3 separate regions of the Mus musculus genome follow, and all the other regions are linked to region 3. A link is a contact called in public Hi-C data. All regions are on one chromosome and are shown on one strand. Each heading gives the region's core, a stretch centred on a gene start, on an enhancer-like site or on the middle of the called end of the contact. The rest is flanking DNA. Distances are from core to core; before and after follow the strand shown. Region 1 overlaps Gm29928 (a long non-coding RNA gene). Region 2 holds the start of Gng12 (guanine nucleotide binding protein (G protein), gamma 12). Region 3 overlaps Gng12 (guanine nucleotide binding protein (G protein), gamma 12).

The links. A called contact is a pair of places that touch in the nucleus more often than the background predicts.
Region 1: a contact with region 3 is called in a Hi-C map of uterus, with 1.8 times the contacts expected there. The contact joins two enhancer-like sites. A contact is called at or near these places in 7 of 39 promoter capture datasets (the C10 cell line, embryonic stem cells, frontonasal cranial neural crest and 3 more), 3 of 484 Hi-C or Micro-C datasets (embryonic stem cells, liver and uterus) and 5 of 115 datasets of contacts at active chromatin or transcription factors (bone marrow-derived macrophages and embryonic stem cells).
Region 2: a contact with region 3 is called in a Hi-C map of liver, with 1.8 times the contacts expected there. The contact joins the promoter of Gng12 here to the enhancer-like site in region 3. A contact is called at or near these places in 6 of 39 promoter capture datasets (the HPC-7 cell line, cranial neural crest, embryonic stem cells and 2 more), 4 of 484 Hi-C or Micro-C datasets (the MC38 cell line, liver and neutrophils) and 4 of 115 datasets of contacts at active chromatin or transcription factors (bone marrow-derived macrophages, embryonic stem cells and extraembryonic endoderm stem cells).

Annotation. Positions count from the first base shown.
Region 1 is chr6:67,101,303-67,104,002 of GRCm38.p6, forward strand. Gm29928 (a long non-coding RNA gene) reads left to right here. Exons shown (of 2, transcript XR_377747.2): 2 at 1-1,960. Among named protein-coding and RNA genes, the nearest start is that of Gm29928, 11 kb to the left of the region's middle. Within about 2 kb of position 1,404, at least 213 of the 459 cell types and tissues checked have an H3K27ac peak or open chromatin away from gene starts, as enhancers often do. A contact at or near this core is called in liver and uterus, where this site is marked.
Region 2 is chr6:66,895,051-66,897,750 of GRCm38.p6, forward strand. It overlaps Gng12 (guanine nucleotide binding protein (G protein), gamma 12), which reads left to right and starts at 1,347. Exons shown (of 5, transcript NM_025278.5): 1 at 1,347-1,477. 4930597O21Rik (a long non-coding RNA gene) reads right to left here. Exons shown (of 3, transcript XR_003956381.1): 2 at 995-1,967; 3 at 1-110.
Region 3 is chr6:67,013,093-67,015,792 of GRCm38.p6, forward strand. Gng12 (guanine nucleotide binding protein (G protein), gamma 12) reads left to right here. Exons shown (of 5, transcript NM_025278.5): 4 at 2,633-2,700. The coding sequence starts at 2,659. Among named protein-coding and RNA genes, the nearest start is that of Gm36816, 5.5 kb to the left of the region's middle. Within about 2 kb of position 1,364, at least 69 of the 459 cell types and tissues checked have an H3K27ac peak or open chromatin away from gene starts, as enhancers often do. A contact at or near this core is called in extraembryonic endoderm stem cells, liver and uterus, where this site is marked.

The DNA of each region.
Region 1 (2,700 bases), core at 154-2,653, 88 kb after region 3:
CTTGAAGCATAAATGTCCTGATTTGATACAATCTATAACTAACCTCGTTCCTCAAGGAGTGTTCTGCCAAGAAACACAAACGGTATATAAGAAAATACCTATCCTTTGGGCTGTTTGGGTGCCACCTCCTCCAGGAAGCTTTCCAGATCATCTATCAACCAGACTGGAGTATATGGCCTTCTTTAATTCTTAAACCACTAGTACTTACCATTATTAAAAAGTGGAACTCTGCCCTGTAAAAAGCTGATGTACTCTTTTGAGTGCCACCTCCCCTTTGTAGAGAGACATAATCACATGGATCCCCAGGAACTACCATATTATCTGGTACAAAGAGAAAAGTCAGTGGATATTGTTCAATGAATGAATGGATGGATAATGCAATAAATAAGAACCAGTGGAGACACACCAAAGCCATGGTGTGGAGACTCAGGCGAAGGTACTGCTGATTCTGCTGCTGAGGTGAGGGACAGTATGAGAGACTCTGGGATCTATCTTGAGAGATTGAGTTAGAAGACTATAGCTGTAACTTTGTGTTAGGGGACATGGCCAGTCTGTGTAACTTCCTGGGTTTCACTCAGCAAACCACCAAAATAAAATAAGCAAAAGACAAGTTGGCATTTCCCTCAAGACTACTGCATAGAAGACTATTCCAAGGTGAAGGGACAGCATGAGCCAAACCACAGAGGTGCGAAAGCATGTGGGTCACTGCCAGAGACAGCACTGCAGATAGCAGCACTAAAAACACTGGAGACAACAGCACTGAAGACAGCAACTCCGCACAGTAGACAACAGCACTGTAGATGACAGCGCTGTAGACTACAGTGCTATAGAGGACAATACTACACACACTGCAGACACTGCAGAAGACATCACTGCAGACACTGCAGAAACTGCAGAAGACAGTAGTACTGCAGACACTGCAGATGAGACAGCACTGTAGAGGACAGCACTACAGAAGACACCACTGCAGACACCGCAGAGGACAGCCTGGCAAGACTCCAGAGCAGTTCTTAGTGGGAGGAAGTGGGACAGGTGGGGCTGGAAAGATCTCAAACAAGTTTCAAAAGACTTGGAACTGACACCGAGGAGTCTGAAGTAAGTCACTGAAGTCTGTAAGCTAACTAATAACATAACTAGATGGCTAAACAGGAGAAGAGGATTTGTTTCCTTTTCAGTAACTAAAAAGCCCAATTTCCTCTATTTTTATATCTCTTGTCCCTTCGTGAAAATGGACAAACAAAATCCAGCTGCAGTGCTCCTCCTTGCAAAACAAATTCGGGTTTCTCCTCTTGCTTTCTGGCAGCCGGCTCAGAAGTGAAGGCATCCGCCGTGCAGCTGGGAAAACAGGAGCTTGTTTGGCTCTGAGCAATGCGGGGAGTGCTGGTCTGGGCAGTGAGTCAGCTCCTTCCTGAAAGTCTAGGTCAAGGGAGTCCATACCACAATCTTGTTTACTGGCTTTTGCTTCCACTGTCCGAGCATTGATTCTGATTACTGCAAAGGTGTATTCGGTCACTCTTGGCTTAAAAGCCTGTAATTCCGTTGACAAGAAGATGTGATCAGAACAACAGTGACCCCATTTTAATCCTCCAGTTCATTGGAGAGAGCTGGATGAAGAGTGGAGCGTTGTTTTCTGGTGGCTTTTGTTCCTGCCTGACCACAGTCATGTGTGGGAATGACTCTGCAGAGCTGTTTGCTGGCCTGGCAGATTTGGAGGGGAGCCGATGAGTGACCTGTCTGAATCAACTCCTCCAGCCCAGACACGTGGGGCTACAGCTAATCAATCAAGTCTGCTGAGGGCTGCTCCCTGCCAACCTCTGAGGACAACAGGATGCCAGGGTGAATAAGACAGTCTACCAGAGTCTAGGAACCGGGATAAAAACTCAGGCAATGGAGACTTCAGCTCTTAACTATTATTGTTGTTGTTGTTATTATTATAAAGGAATACAAATTTTAATTGTTATTTTATTTATTTACACTTCAAATGTTATTCCCCTTCCCAGTTTCCCCTCTGCAAACCCTCTATCCCATCTCCCCCCTCACCCCCGCTTCTATGAGGGTGCTCCCCCACCCACCCACCCTCTCCTGCCTTACCACCCTAGCATTCCCCTACGCTGGGGGCATCAAGCCTTCACAGCACCAAAGGGCCTCCCCTCCCATGAATGCTAGTTAAGGCCATTCTCTGCTACATATGCAGCTGGAGCCATGGGTCCCTCCATGTGTATTCTTTGGTTGGTGGTTTAGTACCTGGGAGCTTTGTGGGGTCTGGTTGGTTGATACTGTTGTTCTTCCTATGGGGTTGCAAACTCCTTCAGGTCCTTCAGTCCTTTACATCTCACAAATTGACTAGCATGGTGTACATACCAAATGCCTTAAATGAATAGGTATAATTCAAGTTTGCACAGGTACCTCCAAGCACCTGTTATTAGCCAGTGTCTACTAGGTACTTGAGCAGGATGCCACCCATACTCTCAAACTGTTCACAGCCTTGAGGAGAACCACTGTTCTGCCAATGCTGATGGGAACATCCAGGGAGCCCTGGGGTCTCCACTGAATTCCTTAACATCTGGATCCTCCTCTGGAACCCTTAGGTCTCAATACTAAATGCTAAAACAGCTGGCATCAGAAAAGGGGGATGATGCAGAGAGAGGGGGAGGGAGAGGGGGGAGGGAGAGGGGGAGGGAGAGGGGGGAGGGAGAGGGG
Region 2 (2,700 bases), core at 97-2,596, 120 kb before region 3:
ATCCAGAGGTGGAAATCACAACCATAATAGTCCATTCTTGTGTCTGGCCATTCTGTTTAGGGTGCATCTTCAAACTGTCACGATCTGAATCAGCCAAGTGTTTCCTAACACTGTAGAAAGTAGGAAATAAAAGGCAGGCTGTGGTTTGTACCTCAACAAGAACATCCTCTGGAGGCTGCTCAGACCACACTGGCCAAGCAAGGCATTCTTGAGTAAGAGTGCAAACAGGAGTGAATTTAAAGCCTTCAGTGGGATTCAGTACCTAGATCCCAGCATCCCCAAGACCCACTCAACAGTGCATCCTCATCCAATGCTAGTACTTATTTATTTCTGTTTGATCTTTTAAATAATATATTTTATTTATTCTTTGACAATTTCATACAGGTATCCTGATCACACCCAACTTCCCCTCCTACTCTGCCACCCCCAACCCCCAACATGTTTCCCTCCCACCGTCCTTCCTTCCCCTTCCTTCCTTCCTTCCTTCCTTCCTTCCTTCCTTCCTTCCTTCCTTCCTTCCTTCCTTCCTTCCTTCCCTCCCTCCCTCCCTCCCTCCCTCCCTCCCTCCCTCCCTCCCTCCCTCCCTTCCTTGGCACTGAGTCCAATTACTGACCCCTGCTCTCACCCAATAGTAGCATCATTTTAAAAAGAGATCACGATGATTATTAGTGACTCACACCTTGGAGTACTCTAGCCAACTGCTGAGTGTTACCATTTCTGTACATCCATCTCTACAGGACTTAAGCAAGTCCCCCTCAGGTTGATGGTATCTCCTATCACATTTAGCATAATGCTTGACCCCACACAACAGGTGCTTCGTTTTGTTGAATGGCTGTAAGCAGCTTTTGTGGAAGCAAAACTAGCCCTTCAACCTGCCAAACTCTAAATGCTTACAAAACAAAACAAAACAAAACAAAACAAAAAAACAACCTGTCCAATTAATTTATTATGCAGTACTCTGTCCGGTCTGGGACATTCAATAATCTGGCTTTACCTCCATTTCTGGGAAACAACCTCCCTGTTGCCCCAGAGTCCTTTAAATATGACGGTGGCCGTTTCCTCAGACCTTTCTGGATCAGAGCCCCACTTTTGTGTGGGGTTTGGCAGAGCTCATCTTCGCAGCCTGGGGACTGCGGTGTGTGGTCCTGGTGGTGATGTATGGTGGTGGCCTCGCGTGGTTGCCCGGGCCCACCGCACCGCAGCGAGCTGCACCAACCCAGCCGCGGGCACGCGTGTCCTGACCCCCGACGGCCGCAGTTGGGCGCGGCGACCACGTCCCATGCCCGTGGGCCAGAGCGGAGGGGGTGGCGGCGACAGCCCCGCCCACCGGGCCGTGCGCCCCGCCCACGCGCGAGGGGAGGAGCTGGAGCGGAGTAGGGAGGAGAGGTCGGGCGGTCCCGGGAGCGCGGAGAGCCGGACTCCCAGGCGGCGGCAGCAGCGGCGGCGGCGGCGACGACGGCGAAGAGTGAGTGCCAAGGTAGCGCCGGGACCGGACGGGGCGGGGCGGTCGCCGCTACTTCGGGGCCGCCTGTGGGTCCCGCGGGCTGGCAGCGGGCTGGAGCTAGGGAGCGGAGGAAGGAAGCGCGTGCTGCGGGCGCTCTGGGCCGCGGAAGGGGAGTGGGAGCGAGGCCAGCCGGGGCCCACAGACGCGAGAGCCCGCTGGGGCGCGAGTGGCCCCTGAGGCTGGGTCTCCGTAGCTGCCTCGCTCGGCCTCGCCCCGCCGGAGGAAGGCCCGGGAAAAGCCGCCAGGTCGCGGTGGTGCGGGAGGAGCCGGTCGGAGCCGCCACGCACGCCCCTCCTCCGATCTCTAGACGCGCGTGGGTTGGCAGCCTCGGTACTGGGTCTTCACAGGGGGGTGGCGGCGGGTAAGGAGCTGATCGTGGAGAGAATTCGGGTGACACTTCACGAGGGACCCTGCGGCGGTGACTGGAACAGGAAGGTCGGAGTTCAAACTTGAGCCTTGTGTGCTTTTTTTATATTTTTTTTTAAATGTAGCGCCTGAAGCTTAGCCCGTGGGTTTAAAAAACTCCTCTTTATTTTAGTTAGGGCCTGTCAATTAAACTTCATTTTAAGACGCCATTGCTAGTGTCTCCTGACACTCGTTTATCCTTTTAAGTCTGTGGATGCCTTGTAAACTTGACTTAACTTTCACAAAGGGAGCCGTGATTCTTGTTAAACTTTAAGCAACTGGAAATCAGCTGGAAGGATCTGCCGAGGCCTGTGGTCTCGTGGTCCTCCTGTGCGGGCGTGGCTGTGCACAAACAAGTGGGTAGGAAAGGACGCAGCCCCACGCTTGAGCTGGAGGGGAGATCTGTGCCCATGTGCCAGGGCACGTTTAAACGCAGCTCCAAGTGGAAACACTGGGGATGTCTTAGGCCTTGTTGGACGGACTTCACATGATTCGTCTCATTCCGGTCAGTTATTTCCTCTCCCCACTGCTCTTTAGACACTGTTTATATTTCCTGGGGCGATCGTAGCGTCTCCTGAATAGATTGTCTATAATGAATCTTTTGGATGTTGTCAGAGCCAGGCTCTGTGTCTGTGTGTTCTCAATGTTTAAAGCAATAGCTTGGCTGTGTTTTGAGAGTGCTGGTCACCCTGCTGCACCATTGCTTGGCACTTCAAACCATGGATGTAAATTACCTCCGGATTCCAGCCCTTCCCCAGGGAAGCTGGGAAAGCAGTCACTGGAGAACAGTA
Region 3 (2,700 bases), core at 114-2,613:
GTGAGGACATGCTCCCCCACCACACACCTCATTAGTAAGAAGGAAAGAGGAGGTGTAGAGGAAAGGAAGAGTAGGAAAAATATCCAAGTGATGTATGGACCTCTTAGCGCCTGGGAACCTGCACGATCTCCCCGTGGCAGGGAGTGAGGGGCTAGGAGTCTGACCAAGTCCAGCTAAGGAGCAGTAGAGGCCTGAACGGACAGGAATGAATTGTGGATTGCTGTTTTTATCGCTTTCATTTTCTTTTGTCTTGACTTACAAGCTAACTGGTTTAAATATTAATTGTAAGACAGTCGGGGAAGGGAAAAAGTCGCTGTCCCATCCCCACCCCACCCCACCCCACCCCACCCCCACCCCACTGTGTAGTTCTGTGTAGCTATCTTCACTGAAAGAGGGAACTTCACTTCCCAAGCTTTTATAAATAGACCTGGACTGTGGATTGTTTGCTGATGGCACACAGGTAAGAGCAATGAGCGGTGTCCGTGTGTGACCTCTACTGCAGTTACATGAAAATTTGCCCTGGCCTTAGAAACTGTACCTGAAGGTTGAGAAAAAGAGAATGCTTGGCATGATTCCCATGGGAAGGGAACATAGTGAAACCCTGAAGGTGAAGCCTACAAACCACAGCCATGCAGAAAGAGAGTCAGGGTCACATTCAACCAACCTCCAACTGGAAAGAGAGTCCAGGCTCCCAGGCTGCAGGGACAGATGTCAGGGCCCTGCACTCTGTGCAAGGTGAGGCTGCCCATGCCTTGCCGGCACTTCAGACCATGATTAATAGACCCTGGCCTGCATGCATATTAAGGGATGTGGGCCAAGTCTGTGATGGGAGGCACCTTCCTGCTCCCCTGGAGACCCTAAGCCTCTCTCTTGGGTGGGGCTGCATGTCTGGAAGCTGAGGAAGAGTCTGTTAGTCTGTGTGTTGAATTAAGGTCACTTAAGGCCTCAAGACCAGGCAAGGCCACCCTGCCCTGCCATACACTTCCTTGTTTGTACCTCTGTCCTACTGGGGCCTCCCTATTCCCCTAATCTCCTAGTGACTGTCACCACACCTTTGGCTCTGTCCTGATACTGATGTGGCAAAATTGCCTAATGACTTGTTGGAAAGGGCCCTGCCTCGACCAAATTAATCAGAAGCCCTGAGGTTCACTGAGCAGGTAGGGGAAGAGGGAGGAGATTCCAGTCCTGCCCACAGCTGCAGTCTGTAGACCACCATTGTCCTGGACCCCATACTAGATCTGCATAAGCTGTGGAGGTGGCTAATGGTGCCCTTCTCTTACCAACGAGAAGATAAACAGTCAAAGTGAAACAACCTGCCCACTCTCAACCTCCTGATTAGTTGCAGGGAAGCAGCCAAGCCTGGTACCTGGAAGCCCGACGCGACGCCAAGCCAAGGCCTAGTCCAAAGTCCTGCACACCGATCGAAGGGATATCATTGGCTCTGGTTTTTGAATGTGTTTTGGTTTCATATAAATGTGTAAAAATGAACACCAAAGGGTTCAGCCCTCTGAGATCATTGACTCAGCCCTTGGAGACATCTGTGTCTCCAGTCACTCACTCGGTCTATATTACTGGGTTTTTCTACCTTGTCTAGTCTAAGTCTTGTGCAGCAGCAAGCCCTCCCAAAGAATGAGTCAGCCTGGGTTTGCTACTGGCGCCATGGTGCCCTAGACTGCTGAGTCCTCACATAGTGCCAGGGAGGCACACCTACTGCCCACCTGCTCCCATGAGTCATGAAACTGCCACCTTCCTGCCAGCTCAGCCTTTTTCTCCAGTTGCCACCACTCTAGGCATGAATGTAACCATATATGGAAGGGGCACCAGGCAGCACTTGCCCTGGACCTGCCCTCCTCTTGAAATGGTGCCCTTGGCTAAGCAGACAGGTCAAAGCTCAAGGGCCAGGCTCTTTCCACTGCTTTGCATCATCTGGTTGTACAGACAAGGCAACAGGGTGGAGTAGAATCCAAAGGCTCAGGCCAGAGAGGAGGGTCAACCCTCTAACATTAGAGGGCAGGTTGAGCAAGGGTCTTGGCCATTGGGATAAAGCAGGAAGGAATGATAACATTTCAGGCTATTATACATTTGGCATTTACTGTAGATCTATCATGGAGAGTCCTTCAGCTGGAAGTTCCCCCTAACTCCCTTTTAAATAAGGACTTTACCTACCAATAGTCTTAAACTTACTGCGCATCTGATGTCCCCTAACAGTTGCCCTGTGTGTAGAGTGCTTTAGGAGAGGACTTTCTCATCATTTCCTGCGACTTGAAGTTTTCATCAGACCAATAGAAATGAAGCCTTCTCTTATGGGTTGTGGTGATGGTAGCATGCTCTGCTGCCGGACACTTATGTTTGCTGTAGGTCCTTTAACTACTTCATTGTTTCTTAGGAAGTTCTTTAAAGGACACTTCTGTAGTATGTCAGCGCACACAGAGTAAACTGATTCGTGCTAAATTTCTGCAGAAAGGTTTTGTAGATACTCTGGCACATCTAGATCGTCACCAAAATTACTGCAGGGCATTTCTGGCTGGGATATTTGGGGATATGCAGCCAGTCTCCTTCAAGTAACCCATTTTAATAAAGGTTCAAATAACCCAAAGGAAATGCTGTTCACCTTCTTAAAACTTCTCTTCAGATTTTCAGAAAGAAGACTCATCAAAGATGTCCAGCAAGACGGCAAGCACCAACAGCATAGCCCAAGCC